3 separate regions of the Gossypium hirsutum genome follow, and all the other regions are linked to region 2. Evidence: chromatin contacts called from public Hi-C data. All regions are on one chromosome and are shown on one strand. Each heading gives the region's core, a stretch centred on a gene start, on an enhancer-like site or on the middle of the called end of the contact. The rest is flanking DNA. Distances are from core to core; before and after follow the strand shown.

Region 1 (3,149 bases), core at 319-2,818, 280 kb before region 2:
AGTGTTGCTATCATCTCGAGCAAAGACTCCATCAAGAGTCATTAAGATTTTCTCAACATTGCCTTTTTATATTTTCTTTAATGAATCATTTAAGCATGAACTTGACTGATATTTGTATGTTGATGATGAATATGCACTAAATCTTATGGTGGTTGGTTGATTAAAATGTTGCATGGTTAGTTTTTGGGTCAATGACTAAATCAGATAGACTCCAAACCGAGAATAGGTGAGACCGAGAGGAGAACCTATTGCAAACCAATTTGATTGTCCCGATTTAGTTTAGTGTGGTTGAAAGATAAACAAGAGTAAATCTTTTAATTAAGTAAAATGGTGATCGAAAGGTAAAATTGAACCAATTAGGAGTTTGAGCAATTTAGATCCCTAATCCAAGAATTGACTAGCAATATGGACATCAACTGACCACTTTAGCCCATTGAATTGATATTTGTACACTTTTGTCTATTATTCAATTTAGTCCTCCTATGTGTAATTTAGCATAATTAATCTTTGGTGACGATTTTGCCGTAATATAATACTTAATCATTAGCTAGCTAGACTTCTTAGTTGCATGCATTGTCATTGTTAATCACCTTACCGCTTGATCTCTCTTGGGTCTGATCCTCGGAATGCTTAGTGTTCCGTTATAACACACAAATATTACAACTGATCTGTCATACTTGCAGTCAAACCACTTTAATTTCTGATATTTTTGTGTTGATTCTGTACTCGACGTTCACTCGCCGTGATGTGGTCAAAGACACGCACACATTAACACCTAGCATACTTAATTTCCATTTATTTTATTATCACAATAAAGAAAAAATAGTGATAATTATCATATTATACAGAACCAACAATAAACTAAATTTAACAATCAAATTCAATACAAATATGTTAATTGTGACTAATTTATTTAATTGTAATAAATATCAAACTATTTGTAATATTGAAAATATAATGCACAAACGACAAAAAGAAAAAGAATAACATAGTGCATTATATATTTACATAAAAAACTCCGATACATTTTTAACATATTGGTAGTGAAAAGAAAATGCAAATATAAATAAACACCCAAAAAAACTAGTCATCGAGCACCACATACTTGATTTCATCATCATCATAATAAATTTCTTGAGAATCATCAATCACTTTTCTCAGAACCAAGATGAATGCCATAAAATCTTATGATAGCTTGATATCTAACATAGCAATCCACATAGAGTAACAAGCATGTTGTGATTCCTTCTACGAGTGGTGGAGCTCGTGGTGGAAATCGCAACCCGCCTTGTACACAACTTTTTACAAAGAGATGAATCAGGGTAGCATATATCTAGTTCTCATCGGAGAACTTGATTTCGTCCAAGAGGCTCTTTTAATATATGGTTAACAATGTCTCTCTTAGACTTAGAATTTTAACATGGCCGTCTCTCATTATTAAGCTACCCGCCCAAAGCAACTCTTGGATTTTGCCATTCACTTTCATGACATAGATAATATCATCTTTAGGAATGCATTCCCCCAATTCGGTGGGCCTACCACCAAACCAATAGTTTGGTTGACTGTAATGGTATTACAGCCCGAATCCATTCCAGGCTCTATTACGGGAAAATGTTGAATAGGCATTCCTTTCTTCACCGCTGAATAGATATTCCATTCCACGGGAGTAATTTTTTTCCCAATTTTCATTTTTTGCCCTCAGCTTCATCTTCTCCTTTCCTTTCCATCTCTGCGTTTCCCTTTTTTCCTTCTTATTTCCCTTCATCTTAGTTTCCTTATTTCCTTCTTATTTCCGCATCTGCTGCTACTGTTTCTGTTCGCCTTCAGCATTCGGCTTGGTCTTCAGCATTCTGCACGGCGACTGCTGCTACTGCTTCTGTTAGACCTTTTATTTTCTAGGGTTTCTGTGACTTAAAATGAATTGGCTCTCTCGTATTTTTCATTATTTTACTTTTCTGTTACTCAAGTTTGGGTATTTGTTTTTATTATTTTCGATTCACAGTCTGAGCAACCCGAACAACCTGTAGTTGAAGATGACGACGACAACGATGACGACGACGATGATGACGATGACAAGGATAAAGATGACGCTGAAGGTAAATATTCGTTTTCATTTAATTTCTTATTCATTTGTTAATATTTTAGATTTAGGGTCGAATTGATTTCAGTAGTGCTATCGTTTTTGGTTAATTATATATGTTTCCTGAATCTTGAATTATGCCTGAGCTTCGAATCAAGCTTCTAGTGTTTTTGTCTTGAATTCGATCGATTTTGATCTTTGTTTAGACTCTTTTTTAAGCTTTGTTATTGATATCGGTGCTACTGCTATGAATCAAAATCCGGGAACCTTCAAGTCTAGGGTTCTTGATGGATTTAGATACCTTTTTATATTCGTACTATGTTACATGAACTGGAGTGTAGATGTTGGAAACAGTGTATGTATGACATGGTATTCTTTTTTCATATATTTAGAGGGTTTTTAGAGGGTTTATCTTCATATTTTTATTCAACTCGGATATGTGTCCAACATGCGTGTTGGATTCATCTATGAACTCAATGTTTTATGTTAATGTATTCCATGCATTGCAACTTTCGTTTCTCTCTGTACCATTCTTTAAGATGTTTTAAGTGATAGTGGAGATTTATATCTTGCTAAAATATGGTATTCTTCATATCACTGTGTTTAGAGTTTCATATTCGGGAGGGTTGGGACTTTTTCTGTTAAGAGATTCATCTTTTGTGTTGTTGTTCTGTCTCTGGGCATGGTTAGATTCTTTCAAGTTTGTCTTTGTATTTGGAGGTCCTTGAAATTCATATTGCTATATCCATGTACCAGATACGAATACTTAAAAAGAAAAAGATCTCAAGCAATATAGGTTTGAGTATTTAATTTTAAATTTCTTGAATCTTGAATCTTGAATCATGCCCAACCTTCAGATCAAGGCATCAAGTTCTATATGATCTTTTACTTGGATTGATTCGATTTTGATCTTATTTATTGATATTAGTGCCACTGCTATGAATCAAAATCAAGAAACCTGCATGCCTAGGGGTTTTGGTGGATTTAAATACCATATCATATTTATCCTATGTTAAGACCTGGATTTAAGTTTTGGATATGGCATGCATCTGATTGTTGGACATATATT
Region 2 (3,074 bases), core at 51-2,550:
TGAATATTTTATGGAAAATAGGAAATCAAACATGGCAAAGGAAAGAGAATAACATATGTGGAAAATAGATATATAAAAGGGAATTTAATATTTTAGGGAAAATAGAAAATCAAATATGGTAAAGGAAAGAGAATAACATATATGGAAGATCTATATCTTATGGCATCATCAATAATTCAATTTTAGCAAAAATTTATAATGATTCAATATGATAAAATAATTCAATAATATAAATAGTATAAAATGTGAAATTTATTTTAATAATATAAATAGTAGATATAAATAAAATTATTATTTAGGTTTAGGAAATTTTTTTGGATGATTTTAATTTTTTATTTGGTGGTAAAGGGTGAGAAATAAAAATTTAGGGGGAAATAAAAAGTTTTTGAGGTTGAGGAAGTAAATTTTTTTTTTTGGGGGGGGAATAAATGGGAGGAGTAAAATTTTGAGAGGGAAATATTAAAAAAATGGGGGGGGAGGGGGAGAATGGGTTTGGGGTAGAACGGGGCTAGGATGGGAGGGGAGCAAAAGTTATGGGGGCAAAATGGGAGGGAGTAAAAGTTTTGAGAGGAAAGTGAAGAGGTTTAGGAGTTTGGAGTAATAATGTAAATTATTATAGTTTAATATTCGGTTTATTCGAATTATTCGAGTTATTCGAATTTGAAAACCAAACTTGATTCGAACTCAAAATTCAAAAAAAAAATATTCGAGTTGACTCAAATAACTCGATTCGTTTAACTCGTAACTCGAAATTCAAAATTTTTTCAATTTTTTCGAGTCAAATTGAGTTTTGCTCATCCCTAGTCATCATTGGGAGCGGTGCCGCTAGTGTATCAAGTGACATCAGTGGATACTATGGAGAACAAATCATTTTTGCATATAAATTTTGACTTCGAATTATTTTTGTAAGTAATTAATTATTTTGCATCAATGGAGTAAAAAAGCTGTAAATGGGCTTTGACCTTTAAATTTATTAAGAAATAGCAACATGAACAACAATCAATGAATGTATCGAACGAGGGTAATCAAACCTGAAAACTTCCTCAACCGCCATACTTAGGCTAATTTTACTCAAATTGTCCCTACATCCGAAAATTCTAAATAATCGAAAGACCTAACATTATCTAAGATAGTTCCTGATAAACATAAATCTAATATGGATTGTTTATGTGACAAGTAGTGCGCAGTCGGTTTCCACAATTCTTTTTCTCCTGCTAGTTGAATCCCGCGTATAAGGGCTTGGGCTTCCGCCCATGTCGGCTCCATATGGCTCGTTATCCTTGTCGCTAAACTTTCGTGGACAAATCCGTCCCTTTCCCATTTAGCCGCGTGATTTGGGCAAGGAGATGAGCCTTCTCTGCTCCCCCTCCCCACATTAAAACTTGTTTAATTATTTTTCATTTATGGTCGAATGGCCCTTTAGCCAATTCGTCTTTCTAAAGCCTAAACGGGCAGGGTGGGGGACACGGCCCGCCACTCATCCATTTACTTTCTCTTTTTTATTTTATTTTTTTGAACTGCAGCCGATTGGGCCATTCAAAATTCAAAGCCTCATTAGGCTTTGCAGACCAAGATCCGCAATGGTGGGGGCCACGCCCCATCAAATTCATATATATATTCCATTTTTTTCCAATTTCCAATTTGATTCGTTTTCCATAATTTGTATTTTTAATCATTTTCACTAATCCTCGTTTAAATAAATTTAATTCCAATAATTTAATATTATAAAAAAAACACTTATAATATCATGCGAGATTATCAAAATACCCTTAAGTGGTAAATTTATCATTTTGCTCTTTTTTCCTCTTTGCTCAATTCCTTCATAATAATTTGTAATCAATCTAAATTCAGCAATTCTCATTTAATACTTAGTACGCATCCTTGGATATTGAAAAATATAATTTTACCTTCGCTCAATAAAATTGTTAAATTTACAATTTAATTTTTATACTCTTAAATTCTTTCAAATTGGTCTCAAAAGTAATTCTCATTACACCAATATATAATCCAACTCATTCTTATGCCAATTAATCAATAACCACTCACATTTTCCCTTATGGTCAAATGTGTTTGTAGAAGCCAATTTTGCCGGGCCCAACCGAACAGAAATCAAAGCAAAATAAAAATAAAAAAATAATATGATCTAGAGTCCATTGACAAATATCAGACCCAAATTATATCAAGCCCAAGTGGCCCAAACCAAAAAAACCCTAAAGCCCACAACAGCCTAAACTATTTTCAGAAAAACAAAAACCTAGTGCCACACCCTACCTAGTCGCCGCTGCACCCTAGCCTGCCACCACCAACTGCTTTGCCATCACTAATCACCCTTGTAAGAAGAAGAGAAAACACGTAAACAACAGTAGCAAGAGCAATAGAAAAATGATAAAAAAAATATATTGTAAAATGACTATAAAAAAAAGCCAAAAGCAGATTGTAAGAGTAGGGTTTTTTGCTTCTGAAATAAAAATCGAAATAAAAAAGTAAAAACAAAACAATCGAAAAAATTCAAAGGTGATTTTTTTTCTTTTTTTTCCTTGAATCCATTATTGTATATATATATAAAGAAAAAGAAAACTCACCTGGTGGTTGTTTCTGTTGTCGGAGTCGAAGGGAGCCGAAATAGCCAAAACGAAGGTTTCTTTTTTTTAGCCACCGTGGATGGTAGAGCCGTCACCGGTGACCGGTGGCCATCGCGGCTGTGACTCGCTGGAGCCATGGCCGACCTAAGGAGGCCATCAAAGAAAAAAAAAAGAGAAGAAAGGTTTTTTATTCTAAACCTATTTTAAATTTTTTTTTGAATTTTTAAACTTAAATAGGCCATCAATACGAAGTCGTTTTGGCTTGGCATCAGATACCCCAAAAAAATGTCGTTTCGAAGCGGAGCCCGACGACTCGACTCGTCCATGCAGTAGGGTCCACGTGTTTTCAAAAAATAGCCTATTGCGCATTTAGTCCTTCCGCTTTTTAAGCTGTTTCCAATCCGGTCCTATTTCTTTTTTTCTCTTTTTTCAATTTTACCATTTAATTTTGTATTTTTCCATTTTGATCCTTATTTTTGTTTTATTAGCTAT
Region 3 (2,965 bases), core at 357-2,856, 330 kb before region 2:
CTAGGTCTGACACCTCAAATCTGGGTATCCCTAACTCATCCATAGTGGCTAAAAATCTTTTAACATTTTCTGACTGCGATACTGAAGAATTTTCAGAACTTTCCTGGAGAAAAAATGAAACTAAACAAATCAGCAAACTCATATTAAGATTTAATCAAAAGAATCCAAAATGAGTTTTAAACAACCTCGTTTGGAGAACTAGGACTAAGCCTGTTCAAGATTCTACATAGGACAGTGCCATCAAGCAAGCAAGCTCGCAACTCTTCATCTGAGGCTTCTGTTGGCAACCTGAGATCAGGAAGAACGGTGTTCAACCACTGAATCACAATCTCCCATTGCTTGGCTGCAGAGGAGGAAAAAGACAAAAAGGCAAACACACTTTGTTAAACAAGGGAAAATGATAAAGGACATGTTGCCTCATAATTACTATTCACCATTAGGTCAAAAACATGGAAATGCAGTTACATTAGAACAGCCAAATCCTCCATAGTTTTTTTGTTTGTTTTGTTTTGCTTACATTGAGTTACAAAGGTGCTTTGTGGCTTAATTATGAACATTTGATGTCAAGAACTTGATTCAATTCGATATCAAGGTACCTACATGTTTTGCATATTGAAATCTACACAATCACACAAACAATGATAACCAGCAGACTCCAAATGCATTAAGCAGTTGAACAGAAATTTGTGATCTTCAAATAAAACTGCATTAAACTTTTACACCCTTTAACAGGATTGATTTGGAAAAACAAATTGCAGCCATTATGAAATTTGTAAGACTGAAATGCAAAGAACAAAGAAGCTAACAATTTCATAAAATACAGCTGACATTGATGATTTTACAACCTTGTTGAAATCTGGGTATGTCTTGCAAATATATACAAAACTGAACATTATACCATCCAAAGACTGGGACATAATCATTCAACATTGTTAAAATAGAAAAATTAGCAACAAAATTTAAAGTGAAAACATAAATGACATGATAGGAAAGGTTACCATAAGATTGGGGAGACATGACAAAGGCAAAGAGCCCAACCCTAAGAAGACAAAGAGATGATGTGGAGATGCGCACGTAGAACAAAGGTTCAAGGAATCTTTGTTAAATGGCAAGTACTGGATTATGTCATTAAAAGAATTTTCCTTTTCTTTTCCTTTTTTTTTTTTTGAAATTTTTGGGTTTGAAACATTTTTTGATTGTTTGGCATTCGCTGTACCGTTGGTGTAGAGGGAGAAATTAAGCGGCAAAGTAGGATCCGACATTGATGCTCCATCTTTTGTGGGTTTGAGTTGGGTTGTTTCGGTAGCCAACTCAATCCCAAACAACTTCATCTAAAGAAATTCTTCGCCTATTCATAGCCTTTCTTAAAACCAACAACAAAAACTCTGAAGTTATTTTGACAACATTTAAGACATTACTGTACGAAAATCATACATAACTTCTTCAAATCAATATTAAAAACATATATATGGCAGTCAAACTTTGCCGAAATTAAAAGCTTTCTAGTACACAACAAACTAATTCACGTTTTGGGAGGGGGGGAGGGGTTCAACTATGTTTTTTTTGACTTCTTCAAATGAAATAATAAAGCATGCATTTTGTAATTTGAATATTCCTTGAGTCACTTCAGCTGTTGTTTTTAAATATAAATATCACGGTTTGAAATTCTTTTAAAGAAATAGCTTACTTGAGAAATTATCTATAATCTGTAGATAACTCTGAATTTGTCTTCCAAAAAAAAAAAGAAAACTCTCTCTCTCTCTCTCTCTCTCTCTCATATTGCTAACATTAAACTATCATTTTCTGTTATATATATTATATTTATCATCAAGTTTTATGGTAATTCTCAATTACTTAATTAATTAATTATATAATTTTATACTAGTTAAATTGAGATCTAGGGATTATCCAAAAAAATTTACTTTCTTTTATGTTTATAATATTCAAAGGCACAAATTTCTTTTTTTCATGGTGAATGGCAAAGAAAAGCCGTCGTAAGGAAGAGGAGAAATCGTCTAATATCAAAAATAGAGAAATGACGGGGTTGTTTAACTCGAACATAGAGGGTCAGGCTCATAGACTTGGGTTGAATAAGATGGGAATGGAGGATTTTGTTTTGTCCAGAGACATACTAGTTGGCCAAACTAAGAGAGATGGAGACAAGGGGCTTGGCTTTTCTAAAGAGGATAACATCGTGTTAGGTGAAAATGATGTGTTGAAAGGTGAACTAAACGGTCTATGTTATACTATACGTCGATAATGGCAGCAGGAATAGTTGCAAAGCAATAAGAAAGAAAAATAAGAATGCGCAGATTTTAAGTGGAAAACCCTTATCGAGAAAAAACCACAGGCAGAGGAGGAGAAATTCACTAATATTGAAAAACAACAATATAAGAGATTTGCGGTTATGTGCAATTTTTTAAGAGTTAAAACCCGTCTAATAGAAGAAGTATAGTCCTATATGGATTCAACTTGTGTGGCAAGTTTCGTACTCAAGTTTGACTCTATTTTATTTCTTTAATAAGTGAGTTGCACATCAAACTTTTTAGGCTGGATCAAATAGGATTCGGGTCAAATAACTCTAACAGTCTACAATTCATAGGTTTCTCAAATTGTGTTCAGACTTAGTCGAAAAGAATATGGCATATTTATACTTTGTGGAAAACTACGATGCTGATGAAGTTGATAAATATTGAGATGGGTACTTTCTCGTGAAATTCTGATCAAAGAAAGATTATAAAAAGGTTCTTACTAGGGGTCCATGCTGGATTTGGTGCCGTATTTTCCTCAATATACACTTATAATTTTTTTGAACAAATTATTTAATAAAACAAGTTCATTGATTACATTAATATACTTTGTATAATTATCCTCACATGGTTCTTGCACACAAAGAAAAATAGAAGCAAATGTTGTTCATCGGTTGTCTACTGTTTAAACTAATACTAAGTGGTATTACGTGGTC

What was found. Hi-C and Micro-C count contacts between places; a contact is called where the count stands out from the background.
Region 1: a Hi-C map of leaf shows a contact between it and region 2, with 3 times the contacts expected there. The contact joins two enhancer-like sites. A contact is called at or near these places in 4 of 34 Hi-C or Micro-C datasets (all in leaf).
Region 3: a Hi-C map of leaf shows a contact between it and region 2, with 1.8 times the contacts expected there. The contact joins the promoter of LOC107892029 here to the enhancer-like site in region 2. A contact is called at or near these places in 2 of 34 Hi-C or Micro-C datasets (both in leaf).

Annotation. Positions count from the first base shown.
Region 1 is chrD09:25,251,285-25,254,433 of Gossypium_hirsutum_v2.1, reverse strand. It overlaps the pseudogene LOC107892685. Among protein-coding and RNA genes, the nearest start is that of LOC107892028, 38 kb to the left of the region's middle. Within about 2 kb of position 1,568, at least 8 of the 9 cell types and tissues checked have an H3K27ac peak or open chromatin away from gene starts, as enhancers often do. A contact at or near this core is called in leaf, where this site is marked.
Region 2 is chrD09:24,971,292-24,974,365 of Gossypium_hirsutum_v2.1, reverse strand. No RefSeq gene overlaps it. Among protein-coding and RNA genes, the nearest start is that of LOC107892025, 22 kb to the right of the region's middle. Within about 2 kb of position 1,300, at least 6 of the 9 cell types and tissues checked have an H3K27ac peak or open chromatin away from gene starts, as enhancers often do. A contact at or near this core is called in leaf, where this site is marked.
Region 3 is chrD09:25,303,930-25,306,894 of Gossypium_hirsutum_v2.1, reverse strand. LOC107892029 (kinesin-like protein KIN-14C) reads right to left here and starts at 1,606. Exons shown (of 23, transcript XR_005918583.1): 1 at 999-1,606; 2 at 186-343; 3 at 1-103.